Regions from separate parts of the Mus musculus genome. Here region 1 is linked to region 2. Evidence: chromatin contacts called from public HiChIP or PLAC-seq data. All regions are on one chromosome and are shown on one strand. Each heading gives the region's core, a stretch centred on a gene start, on an enhancer-like site or on the middle of the called end of the contact. The rest is flanking DNA. Distances are from core to core; before and after follow the strand shown.

Region 1 (5,512 bases), core at 2,992-5,491, 190 kb after region 2:
TACCACCGCTTTAGCTCAAACCTCAGGAGCTTTTGTCTGTGTTAAGGTCAGTTGCCTTCCCGGGCTAGCTACACCCTCCTCCACACATCCAAGCAGAGGCTGCCAAAAAGACTCCCTCTTTTAAAAACGATTTCATTTATGGAAGGTGAAAAATTGGAAAATATGTCAGGTAGAAAGGAAGCCACCTTAGCTGAAGATAACTGATGTGCACATATTCGGGACCTTTTCCTCTTAAGCTTCATCCCCACTTTAGCATTTAATTTTCAGTTTCCAGATTTTGTTCTTCCAAAATACCCAGTAAATTAACTTGGTCATGATGGCTCATATCTGTCAAACCAACACTTGGGGTTGAGGCTAGCCTGGGCTATGTAATGAGTTCCGAGACAACCGGGGCGTCAAAGTGAGAACCTTTCTCAACAAAACAAAGTCAGAATACTCACAATAGTAAAGCTTTCTAACAAGTCTCAGTGTTTCCCTGTTCTTGCCTTGCTCTGTAGCCAACGGGAAAATGATCAGGGCTGTCGGTCACATAGGAGTAGATGTCTGTATTCTCACGGCTAGGACATCTGCCTCAGCCTGCCTACTAATCTTATTCCTTACCCACTCTCATTCAGGATGGGTCACTAAGCGAGTCCCGCCCACCCGTCTTTCCCACTTCCACTCTTCTCCTTAACCAATCATTTCATGCTCAACATTCAGTCTAAACAAGTAATTAGTTATGTCAGCCAAGCTTTTGTTTCCTCCTGTGCGGAATAGGGATAACTTCTGCCCTAGCTACCTCATATAATCATGGAAAGATCAAATAACCTAACAGATAAGAAAGCCATAAAGTGGAATATCTGTGCCAGGTATGACTATTGCTACACAGTGTCTTAGCTCCTAATTAGATACTGCCTTGTTATGCCAGTGTGTTCCTCACATGAGCATGACAAATTTTTAAGTTCCTTGGGTTAAGGAACAATGACCAAGACTAGGTGGATGTTCCCCACAGCTCTAAGTACAGGGCCTGCATCCCATAATACTTGATGGTGAATTTACATATGAATGGATGTACAAACAGTAGACATAGAAAGAGCAATGGAAGACAGAGTGGATCCGGAGTTGAGAAGGGAAATACACTAAAAAGAATAGGACTGGCATGTCCTGGGGTGGGGCAAAAGGCATGGGAGACTAAGGATGGGGTGGGAGCAAGGCTGAAGGCCCTCTGCCAGTTTACAGGAAATAGGACAGCAATGGGAAGCCAGCAAGGATCAGAGACGAATTACAAGATACAAAAATGGGCAGAACAAAGGCCGCTCTGGTAGTAAACATTTATTAAGTGAGCTGACTCTGGCAAAAGGAAGAACAATCAAAATTGAACTCTAAGTTGAAAGTCTAATAACTATCCTGCCAGCACCCCTATGAGGCTACCCCTCAGTTGAACTCTGAAGGGTTCCCTCCTTTAGTTTGGTTGCTGGTCATTCCTGAGATATTCAGTTTTTTTCAATAGTATCAATTCCAGCTTAAAAACGACCGTTCTGAATCACCCCCTCTGCTCTCTCCTCCGTGTAGGACCTTAGCCCATTCCCAAAGCTCTGTGTGGACAAGGTCTAAGGGGCTGAGCAAGAGCTTGAAGCCTCTGTAACTCAGCTCCTACTTAGCAGGCTAAGAGGCCAGGATGAATGCATACCTGTTCTTGACCTTATCCTAACCACATGTGCCTATCTCAGTACGGTGGATCCCATTTTGACACAAAGGATTTGGGGTTAGAATTTGGCTGGAACAATATGATTGTTCTCTCTCTCTCTCTTTTTAAGTTCTATTTATTTAATGTAACATAGTCGCTATCTCCAGACACACCAGAAGAGGACATCAGATCTCATTACAGATGGTTGTGAGCCACCATGTGGTTGCTGAGATTTGAACTCAGGACCTCTGGAAGAGCAGTCAGTGCTCTTAACCACTAAGCCATCTTTCCAGCCCATGATTGTTAATTCCTACTGACAACTTGGCCAGATCTAGAACCACCAAAGAGAGAAGCCTATGGACGTGCCTGTGAGGAATGAATACTTTAGGTTAATGGAAATGGGAAGATGCGCCTTAACTGTGGGTGACTACATTCCATGGGTTGGGGTCCTGGAGTCATGATAGAAAGGAGAAAGAGGGTCGAGTTCTAGCCTTCATTGCTCTCTGCTCCTGGCTGCGATACCGTGTGACTGCCACCATCACTTCTCTGCCATGACAGACAGACGGGTCGTACCTTCAAACAAACTCTTCCTGAAGTTACTTTTGTCTGCTTTGACCACTAGCTTCCTAACTTACTTGGAGGGACGACTCTCTGAGATGGGCCACCCGCAGGAGCCAAATGTCCAGGCAGTGCCAGGCCCTCTTCACTGCCTAGGGCTAGGCTTAGGTAAGTGGCCTCCCCACCACAGCTCCACGGCACCGACCGCGGCAGAGAAGGGACCCTTACTTTAGAAGCTTTGGGGGCTGAGTTTGGTGACTTTTATGCTTCCCTCCCCAGTGCTGTGTTTATATGTGAAGTGACTCAGAATGATGCTCTCTGTCTGTCTGTCTGCCTGTTCCTGTTCATCGGAATGCTCCTTCATCACTAGTCCTTGAACTCAGTGGGGAATCCAGAAGCTTCTGTAGAACCTGCCCTGCAGTGTTTGTAACCTCTGGGATATGAGGAAACGCTGGAAGACCAGCAAAGCACTGCTGGCTAAAGTCATCTGAAGAGGTCTGGGGAGGCATCTCCGTGGTAGAAGGCATGCTCTCTACTTCCGGGCTTCATCCCTAGCTCTCCCCACTTGTTACCGGAGGATGCTTTCACTGTGATGTTCAAGTATGCCCTGAACTCTTAGGCTCAAATTATCCTCCTGTCTCAGCCTCCCAAGTAGGTGGCACTCTAGGACTCTGCCCAATCCCAACTTCGCTTTTATTTTTGGTATGGAAGCCATCTGTCACAGAACAGAGTGAACTTCTCACCCTCTCTTTAGGGTTGACAACAGCCAAGATCAACTATTCCAGGAATCAGAGCTTGAGGATAGAGACATAAGAATTCTGGGACTGAAGAAGCATGCGCTTAAATAAGGTACACAGAAGGTGTCAGCTGCCAGGGTAATGCAGCCTAAAGAACCTCCTCTTCCAAAAAATAAAACACTGTATCAAGCACAGCAGAGACTGGCGTTCTCCTACCGTGTTACAAATTATAGCTAATCTCAAAGGGACGCCTGGGAAAGAGGAAGTGCATGGTGGGGGTGGGGGTGGGGGGAAGGGGGACCAGCAGTTAAATAGGAAAGACTGACTTCAGGACTAAATGCTCCGAGAAGACAAGATGCTAGGAAAAGAGGGATGAAGGAAAAACAAAATGTTCTTCAGTTCCACCCTCAAAAACTGCAGGGCTAAAGAATGCAGGGGATATGGTATACCTGGCTGGAATAGAACTAGGAGCCCAGCAGCTTGCCCACCTTTCCAACCTAGGCAGGGAGCCTGAATGGGATCATAGGAACCACGGCGTTCTAGGCAACGGAATCCACTCACCTCAAGCCCATACCGAGGTGCTTTACCAAATTACTGAGAGAGATGTTGTTAGCTTGAAAAGGTCTCCTCTTCTCTGCAAACTCGTGAGCCAAGCAGATCCGCCAGCCAAAAGGAGGCACCTGGTAGCCCCTAGCTTTACCCTCGTAGGAGGCCATCAGCTGCCCAGAGTCCTCTGAATTGCAGTAGCTTGGTTCATCCTGGGGTCCACTATCCTCGGGGCTCCCGCAGTCTGTAACCCGCACAGCCTCAGTGCCGCCAGTATCTTCACAATAAACTTGGGAATCTCTTTCGGCACAGCCGACCTGCTCTGAGGCCGGGACGCAGGTTACCATGTTCACTGGATCCTGGGTCCTCACGACCCCGGTGGCCTCGGTTCCCTCTGACAGGTTTCTGACGTTTCAAAACGCTGATGCCAGTTGCAGTTAGGTGCAGTCCGGGAGGGCCCGATGCTGGGGAAAGCCGTGGGACGTTGGTATCTGGGTAAAGTCAGAGAGCTCCTGCTGCTGCAGCAGCGGCTACAGCAACAAAGTCGCCACGGCCTCTCCCTGGGTCGCGTCTCTAGATCCTAGGCGGGAAGGGTTGGGCCTTGTTGTCATTGGGCCGCGGTGATTAGCACGCCCGGCCGAGGGCCGACCAGCTCCACGGACGGGGGCGGTGCCGCGGTACCTGCCCGCAAAGCACCGCCTCTGGGACCCGCCCAGGAGCTCCCGGCGACCTTCGGCCCCGCCCCGGGCTGCGGCTCCAGCGGCTCCAGGGCTGGGTACCGGGTCCCTGCAGCCAGGATCCCCCGCGCCCACGCTCAGGTGCCACCGCTGGGAAGGTGACCCGCAGACCCGGGACCACCGGATCCCTTTCCGGCCGGAAGCACCCCGCAAGTCGGACCGGAAGGGGCGCCTCAACCCTGAAATGTGACAAAGGAAGTCCCGCCTCTGCCGCGCGACAGACTCCGCGGATGCCACCGAGCTCCGAGCCGGTCTCGCAGGGGCGGGTAGGTGAGGACCTCCATGCGTAAGAATCTGAGTTTGGAGACGCGCGGCGATGTCCTGGGCTAGGACGTGGAGCCTCGAGGGAAGCGGGGACAGAGGCAGGCCTGGGAGGCGGCGCAAGGGGCCTAACCCTGGGCGCAAGGAGGTCTGGAGCTAAAGCGACGCCCTCCCGCAGGCAGTTCGGAGTCAGTTTCCGCCACCCCACCAGCTCCTTAAACCCCAGTGCTTCCCACCCTCACTGAAACTTGAAAAAAAAAAAAAAAACAACCCACTTCTTGCCCCCCTCGGACTCAGGTCTAGACTTAAGCCTAGGTCTTAAACACTCCTTCCTTCATTTCCCCGTACTGACTTCTGGCACTCTGTTTCCTTCTAGATTTGGTTCCGGAGCTGCCATGATCGAAGTGGTAGCTGAGCTGAGCAGAGGTCCTGTGTTTCTGGCGGGGGAGGCTCTGGAATGTGTGGTGACTGTCACTAATCCCCTTCCCCCGACCGCCACTTCTGCATCCAGGTGGGGATGCTGGTATTGGAGGTGGTGGCCCTTCCGGGAGGAAGCCTGGTATCGCTCGTTCTAATTAGAGCTTTGGTTGTTCAGTAACTACACTAGCATCAATCACCACCTTCTTGCTCATTGTAATGAAGGGCTTTTAAACAAATATGTGGATGGCAGGACCCCTTACTCTCCTTTGCTCCTCCTCCCGGTATCACTCCTTTTTGAGTTCAATGTACTTGATGTTGTTGTGTAATGGTTTTATTTCAGGGGTTCTGGATTCCCTGGTCACTAAGATAGTCATCTAACCTTGGTGATCTTGGTCAGACAGTTTTCTAGAGAAAGTATTGGTGAAGTCAAGAACTAGGTTCCCATACCTTCGTTTCCCTTTTCCACAGTGAGGCTCTGGCCTGGGCCAGTGCCCAGATCCACTGCCAGTTCCATGCCAGCGAGAGTCGAGTAGCACTGCCACCCCCTGACTCTAGTCAGCCGGACGTCCAGCCTGACAGCCAGACTG
Region 2 (6,205 bases), core at 411-2,910:
TAGGCCTCCTGATAACTGGTGAATAGAGTTGGCAGAGTAAAATGTAGTTAGTCCTAACACCCAGTCCTTGTAGATTTGATGATTTGGTATCTGAGTCCTCAGTTGACACCTAGAAAAAAAAAAAAACTGGACCATTAACTAGCAGTAGAGAATTGTGGGGCTGGAGAAGTGGCCCAGCTATTAAGAGGACTTGGTGCCCTGTTGGAGGACCAGAATTCAGTTCCCAACATCCATCAGACACCCATCAAACCTTACAACCGCTTGTCGCTCCAGCTGCAGGAGTTCTGATGCTCTGTTCTTGTCCTCAGCGAACACCTGCACATACATGTGCATATACACACAGACACACTTACAGTCTTTTTTTGTTTGTTTGTTTTTTTGAGACAGGGTTACTCTGTATAGCCCTGGCTGTCCTGGAACTCACTTTGTAGACCAGGCTGGCCTCGAACTCAGAAATCCTCCTGCCTCTGCCTCCCAAGTGCTGGGATTGAAGGCGTGCACCACCATGCCTGGCTAGTCATGTAATTTTTTTAATCTTTAAAAAACAGAATTGTTGCCTGAAACCCTGTCTCGAAAAACAAACAAACAACAACAACAACAACAAAAAACAAAAACAAAAAAACTAGAATTGTCAAAGAAAAGTCACGTTATAACCTATGTAGTCTAAACAGAACAAAAATATGTAATATATTTTAGAAGGCTTTATATCCCAACAGCTAAGGCCTTTTGTTTTCTTTTATATATATGATTTAAAGATTTATTTATTTTTATTTTATGTGCATGAATGTCTTGCCTACATGTACATATGTATGCCCCATGTATGCCTGGTGCCCCTTGGAAGCTAAAAGAAGTTATAAAAGTTATACGTTGACATGTTGGTGCTAGGAACCAGGCACCTGTAGGAATGGTGCATGCTTTCAACCATGGAAATGAGAGAGGGTGTGGGGGAGAGTGATGGGTTTACCTCATGTAAATGTGTGAAATTGTCAATGACTGGTCTGACCCTCTGCCCTCTTGCTATGTAGAGCTAAACCAAAAAGCTACAGCTGGAGTCTTATGCATAGGATGGCTGAGTATGTTCCAAGGGTCCTAGAATGTTTGTTGCTATTAGTTTTGAGCCACAGTCTACTATGTAGCATGGGCTAGATTTTCTTGCCTCAGCCCCCCAAATTGCTAGGTGTACAGCAAGTACCAGGATCTGGGAAGCTGTTTCTCCCACTGAGTAATGGTCCCAACTAGCCTGAAGAGGCATGGTTGGGTTGGGAGCCTACAGCCTGTGAGTGAGCCCCACAGCTGTGCAGCAGTGGTTTGAGAGAAACATTACCAAAAACTTAGTGCGTATGTCTTAGGGTTTCACTGCTGTGAACAGACACCATGACCAAGAAACGTCTTATAAGGACAACATTTAATTGGGGCTGGCTTACAGGTTCAGAGGGTCAGTCTAGTATCTTCAAGGTGGGAGCATGGCAGCATCCAGGCAGAAAGACATGTTGCAGGCAGAGCTGAGAATTCTACATCTTCATCTGAAGGCTGCTAGTGGAAGTCTGTCTTTCAGGAAGCTAGGTTAAGGGTCTTAAGACCACACCCACAGTGACACACCTATTACAACAAGGCCACACCTCCTAATAGTGCCACTCCCTGGGTAAACAGATACAAACCATCACAGTGTACATACAGTCCTTAATTCCTAGGAAGCTCTTGGTCTGAAATCAGTGAGCTGCACAGAGCTGGCTGTTTCTCCTTTTTACTCTAAGGCCTAAACTCATTTGTCAACTTGTTTTATTTAGGCCAGAGTTAAAAAATGTTTTTCTAGTCATACTCTCTTGTTTGCAGTATGACAACTTTGAGGTTTGGAATAAAAACATATACCATTTAAATATATGTATGCATGTAGATTCTAAGAACTAGAGGGCTCTTGATTAGAGATGTTTTCCTCTAGTTTTACCTAGAAATATGCTTTCAAATTTTAAAATGAGAAAAAAAAATTCCACCTGCATCACTCCTGAAATTGCTGTTGGGGAGTGCAGCATAAGGCCTGGTGCTTACACACCTAAAACTGTGCCTAGGAAAGGGAGCTGCAGAGAGGGCTCGGCAGGGAAGAGCGCTGGCTGCTCTTCCAGAGAATGTGGACTTGGTTCCTAGCACCCATGTTGTGGTTAACAGCCATTTGAGCTCTAGTTCCCGGGATCTGAAGCTTTCGTCCAGCCTCTGCTGGCCTTGCATGCACTTGGTGCATAGACGTAAAAACACCCATATAAATAAAAAATAAAACTTGTTTTGTTTTGTTTTTCTAGACAAGGTTTCTCTGTGCACCCCCCAGCTGTCCTGGAATTCACTCTGTAGCCTAGGCTAGCCTCAAACTCTCAGAGATCCACCTTCCTCTGCCTCCCAAGTGCTGGGATTAAAGGCATGAACCATCACTGCCCGGCTTAAAACAATTTTTTTTTAATATTTATTTTATATGAGTACACCATTGCTCTCTTCAGACACACCAGAAGAGGGCATCAGATCCCATTACAGATGGTCGTGAGCCATCATGTGGTTGCTGGGATTTGAACTCAGGACCTCTGGAAGAGCAGTCAGTGCTCTTAACCACTGAGCCATCTCTCCAGCCCCAAACAAATCTTTTTTTTAACGATCCATAGGTGGGGCACTGCCTGGCTTAAAATAATTTAAAAAACAAAATCCCTAGGAAGGGCAGATGGTGTGGGTTCATGGGCCACCCTGGGAAGTGCTGCTATTCCAGTTGTAATCTCAGCCCCTTACCCTTTAGATCTCACCTGATCAGTGTAAGGGGTTTTCTTGTTTGGTTTTACTGTTATTGTTTTGTTTTGACACATGGTCTCACTATGTAGTCCTAACTGACCTGGAACTCACTATGTAGACCAGGCTGGCCCTGAATTTACAGAGATCCAACTCTCCTTCCTCCCAAGCACTGGATTAAAGGCGTGTGTCACCACCCCAGCTAAAACAAAAATCTAAGAGAAGCTATGTGGAGTGGGGAGGTGGCTGCTCTCATGGAAGACCTGGGTTCAGTTCCCAGTACCTAAGCACCATCTCACAACCACCTGTAACCTCCAGCTCCAGGGGATCTGACACCCTCTTCTGGCCTCCTGGTACCATGGAGAGGTGCTCATACATACATGGTGCAATGCATGCTCATACATACATGGTGCAATGCATGCTCATACATACATGGTGCAATGCAAACATACATACTTGGTACTATGCATACATACTTGGTACCATGCATACATTCATGCATGGTGCAGTGCATGCATACATACTTGGTACCATGCATACATTCATGCATGGTGCAGTGCATGCATACATACATGGTGCAATGCATACATTCATACATGGTACACATGCATGCATACATACATACATACATAAATGGTGTACATGCATACATATATACATGGTGCACATGCATACATATATACATGGTGCAATGCATAAATACATGGTGCAATGCATACTTACATAGTGTACAGATATACATGCAGGCAAACTGTTCATACACATAAAATAATTTTTTTTTAATTTTTGAGGCACAGTCTCACTATTTAGCCATAGGTGGTTTGAAACTCATATGTAAATCAGGCTAGTCTTGAATTTACACAGACAGTGTGCCTCTTCCTCCCAAGTGCTGGAATTAAAGGTGTGTTCTGCCTGGCCATAATGGTAGAAATGGAGTCTCTGAACCCAAGGGCTCTCAAAAACTTACACTCTTACAGTTTTTGAAATTCTAAATTTATTAAAAATGATTGAGGGGCTAGAAAGACGGCCCAGTGGTTAGAAGCACTGGCTGCTCACGCATCGGACCCAGGACCAACTTCCAGCACCCACGCGGTGGTTCACAAATATCTATTACTCCAATTCCATAGACTCTGACGCTCCCTCTGGCCTCTGTGAATACCACCCATGTGCATGGTGCACAGACATACATGCAGGGAAAACACAAGATAACAATCTTTTAAATGTTTAAATGGTTGAAGTTCAAGCCTGAATTGTAGTTATTGAGGGATGTTTTAAATATTCCCATTAACAAATACTTTCCATGCAAAAATTCCTGGAATGTTTGTGAAGGTCCTGAGGCAGGAAAATGACTGGTATTTCAGAAGAGATAACACTGGTGTGGCTGAAAGTATCCCTCATGTTTGCTAACCTGGAGTTCACTGAGATTCTGGGACAAAAACAGAGAGGTAACAGGAAATGAGACCAGACAGTCAAGGATTCAAGAGTTTACGGAAGCCTGGGGATAGCATGTGTCACCAGCATTTAGGAGGCTGAGACTGGAGGGTCATGTGTTCAAAACCAGCCTGGACTGTAAAGGACATTTGAGGTCAGTCCTGCCTCTAGGGCCAGATTCTCTCTCAAAGAAGCAGGAGGGGAGAGTAAGCATCAAATAGAAAATGAGGTACAAAGAAACCTCCTGAGTAGCCGGTCAGTGCCACCTGCTAAAGGTGCTATATAGCATCATGGGTCAGTGCGCATGACCATTTGGCTTCGGTGGATTTAGTTTAATAAACAGTAAGCTTAGTTATGAAGTCACGTAACAGTTTCTAATGAGCAGCAGTCCCCAGCTACTGCCTGCTGCCCTCCTTGCCCTCCAGTGACACTGCTGTTCTGTATTTGTCACTGTTTTGTTTCTGACAGGGCCTCACTATGGAATCCTGGCTGGCCTGAATTTGTTATGTAAACCAAGCTTGTCTCAAAGTCATGAACATCCTGCCTCTGCCTCCCGAGTGCTAGGATTGCAGGCATCTGCCACAGCACCGAACCCCTCTGTCTGCCCTGATCTAATCGTATCTCCTGTCCTCTGATTGTTCCTGCCAAGATCACCAGTGGACTCCAGGTCGTGTGCTACCTACCGTGCCAGAGAGTAACTCCTGCTGACAGCTCCCCTCATTGTTTCCCTAGCTGTGTCCCCATTTTTGAGTAATTCATTTCTCTGTTCCTTCTTTTATTTATTCATTGTGTAGCCCAGGCCACAGCAGTTTCTCTGCTTCCTTCTGAGCACTGAGATTTCAGCACGGACCACCATGCCTGGCTTACAGTCTCAATATGGGGCGGGGGGGGGGGGGGGTCTGATTCTGAGCAGGGCCTGTAGCCCAGGCTGACTTAGAATTCACTGTTCACCGTGTCTCAGATATCTCTCTACAAGTTTTAAAAACCTTTTAACTTCCTAGCCTACCTACCTTCTTCACAAGTCCCAATTAAATTATTATCTTGCACTTACTGTAAGACTTGGTGGTCTGTGAACACTCGTTATCACTGTGTACTTTGCTGTGTAATTTTCAGTACTTTCTGTCTCTCACTTTTTTCCCCCCTTAATTTTCTATATGACTTGTTCCTGAGTCCCCTGAATTCTTTGGCAGAACTGTGAAGACACCTTACAGTGTCATTTTCTAAATGGTCGAGCACGTTTCTTCCTCCTCTGCCCACAGTCTCGCCATGTCGCAGCCTTTCCCTGTGTAAATTCCTTCCAGGCCGCAGCCTAGCCGTCTTCCGCTCCAGGCTTCCCTCGTGCTCCCTCTGGGTCAGGCCCTGTGCCTTCTCCTTTGCTGTAGTTTATATTTCTGTGTGATTGGCATTCACCCTCCTCCACAGCCGGGGCTCTCAGCCTCCCTGATGCTGTGAGCTTTAATACAGTTCCTCGTGCTGTGGTGACCCCCTCCCCCCCAGCCACACATTATTTTCATTGCTACCTCATAACTGTAATTTTGCTACTGTTATAAATCATAATGTAAATATCTGTGTTTCCCAATGGTCTTAGGCGACCCCTCTGAAAGAGTCATTCGACTCCAAGGGGGGTCTCAACCCACAGGTTGCGAACCACTGCTCTGTATGACTATAAACTTTTATCTTTTGCAAGAATTGTTGAACCTTGAGGGAGTCCTCCTCTTGCTTTTCTTCCTCTTCCCCTTCCTCTTCCCCTTCCTCTTCCCCTTCCTCCTCCACCTTCTTCTGAGACAGGCCTCTCTATGTAGCCCTAGCTAACCCAGAGCTTAGACCAGACTAGCCTCAACCTTGCAGAGCTCCACCTGCCTCTGCCTTGTGAGTGCTGAGATTAAAGGCATGTGCCACCACCCCAGCAAGAGCTTTCTAAAGCAGTGCTGTGGAGATATTGAGGGTTGTGTGCTGTTCTGTGTGGAAATAACAGATTTTTCAAGAGAAGCTTGGGCCCCTCCCCCATGGG

What was found. HiChIP or PLAC-seq counts read pairs in DNA pulled down with a chosen protein or histone mark.
Region 1: a contact with region 2 is called in a FOXA1 HiChIP or PLAC-seq map of pancreatic cancer cells. The contact joins the promoter of Rgp1 here to the enhancer-like site in region 2. A contact is called at or near these places in 6 of 39 promoter capture datasets (the C10 cell line, cranial neural crest, embryonic stem cells and 2 more), 5 of 484 Hi-C or Micro-C datasets (the HL-1 cell line, embryonic stem cells, rod photoreceptor and 1 more), 4 of 115 datasets of contacts at active chromatin or transcription factors (bone marrow-derived dendritic cells, bone marrow-derived macrophages, embryonic stem cells and 1 more) and 4 of 9 other capture datasets (adipose tissue, liver, macrophages and 1 more).

Annotation. Positions count from the first base shown.
Region 1 is chr4:43,574,494-43,580,005 of GRCm38.p6, forward strand. It overlaps Rgp1 (RAB6A GEF compex partner 1), which reads left to right and starts at 4,242. Exons shown (of 9, transcript NM_172866.3): 1 at 4,242-4,510; 2 at 4,882-5,016; 3 at 5,394-5,512. The coding sequence starts at 4,901. It overlaps Gba2 (glucosidase beta 2), which reads right to left and starts at 4,371. Exons shown (of 17, transcript NM_172692.3): 1 at 3,523-4,371. The coding sequence starts at 3,854.
Region 2 is chr4:43,385,506-43,391,710 of GRCm38.p6, forward strand. It overlaps a transcript of Rusc2 not described here. Among named protein-coding and RNA genes, the nearest start is that of Gm46850, 6.6 kb to the left of the region's middle. Within about 2 kb of position 1,661, at least 10 of the 459 cell types and tissues checked have an H3K27ac peak or open chromatin away from gene starts, as enhancers often do. A contact at or near this core is called in pancreatic cancer cells and rod photoreceptor, where this site is marked.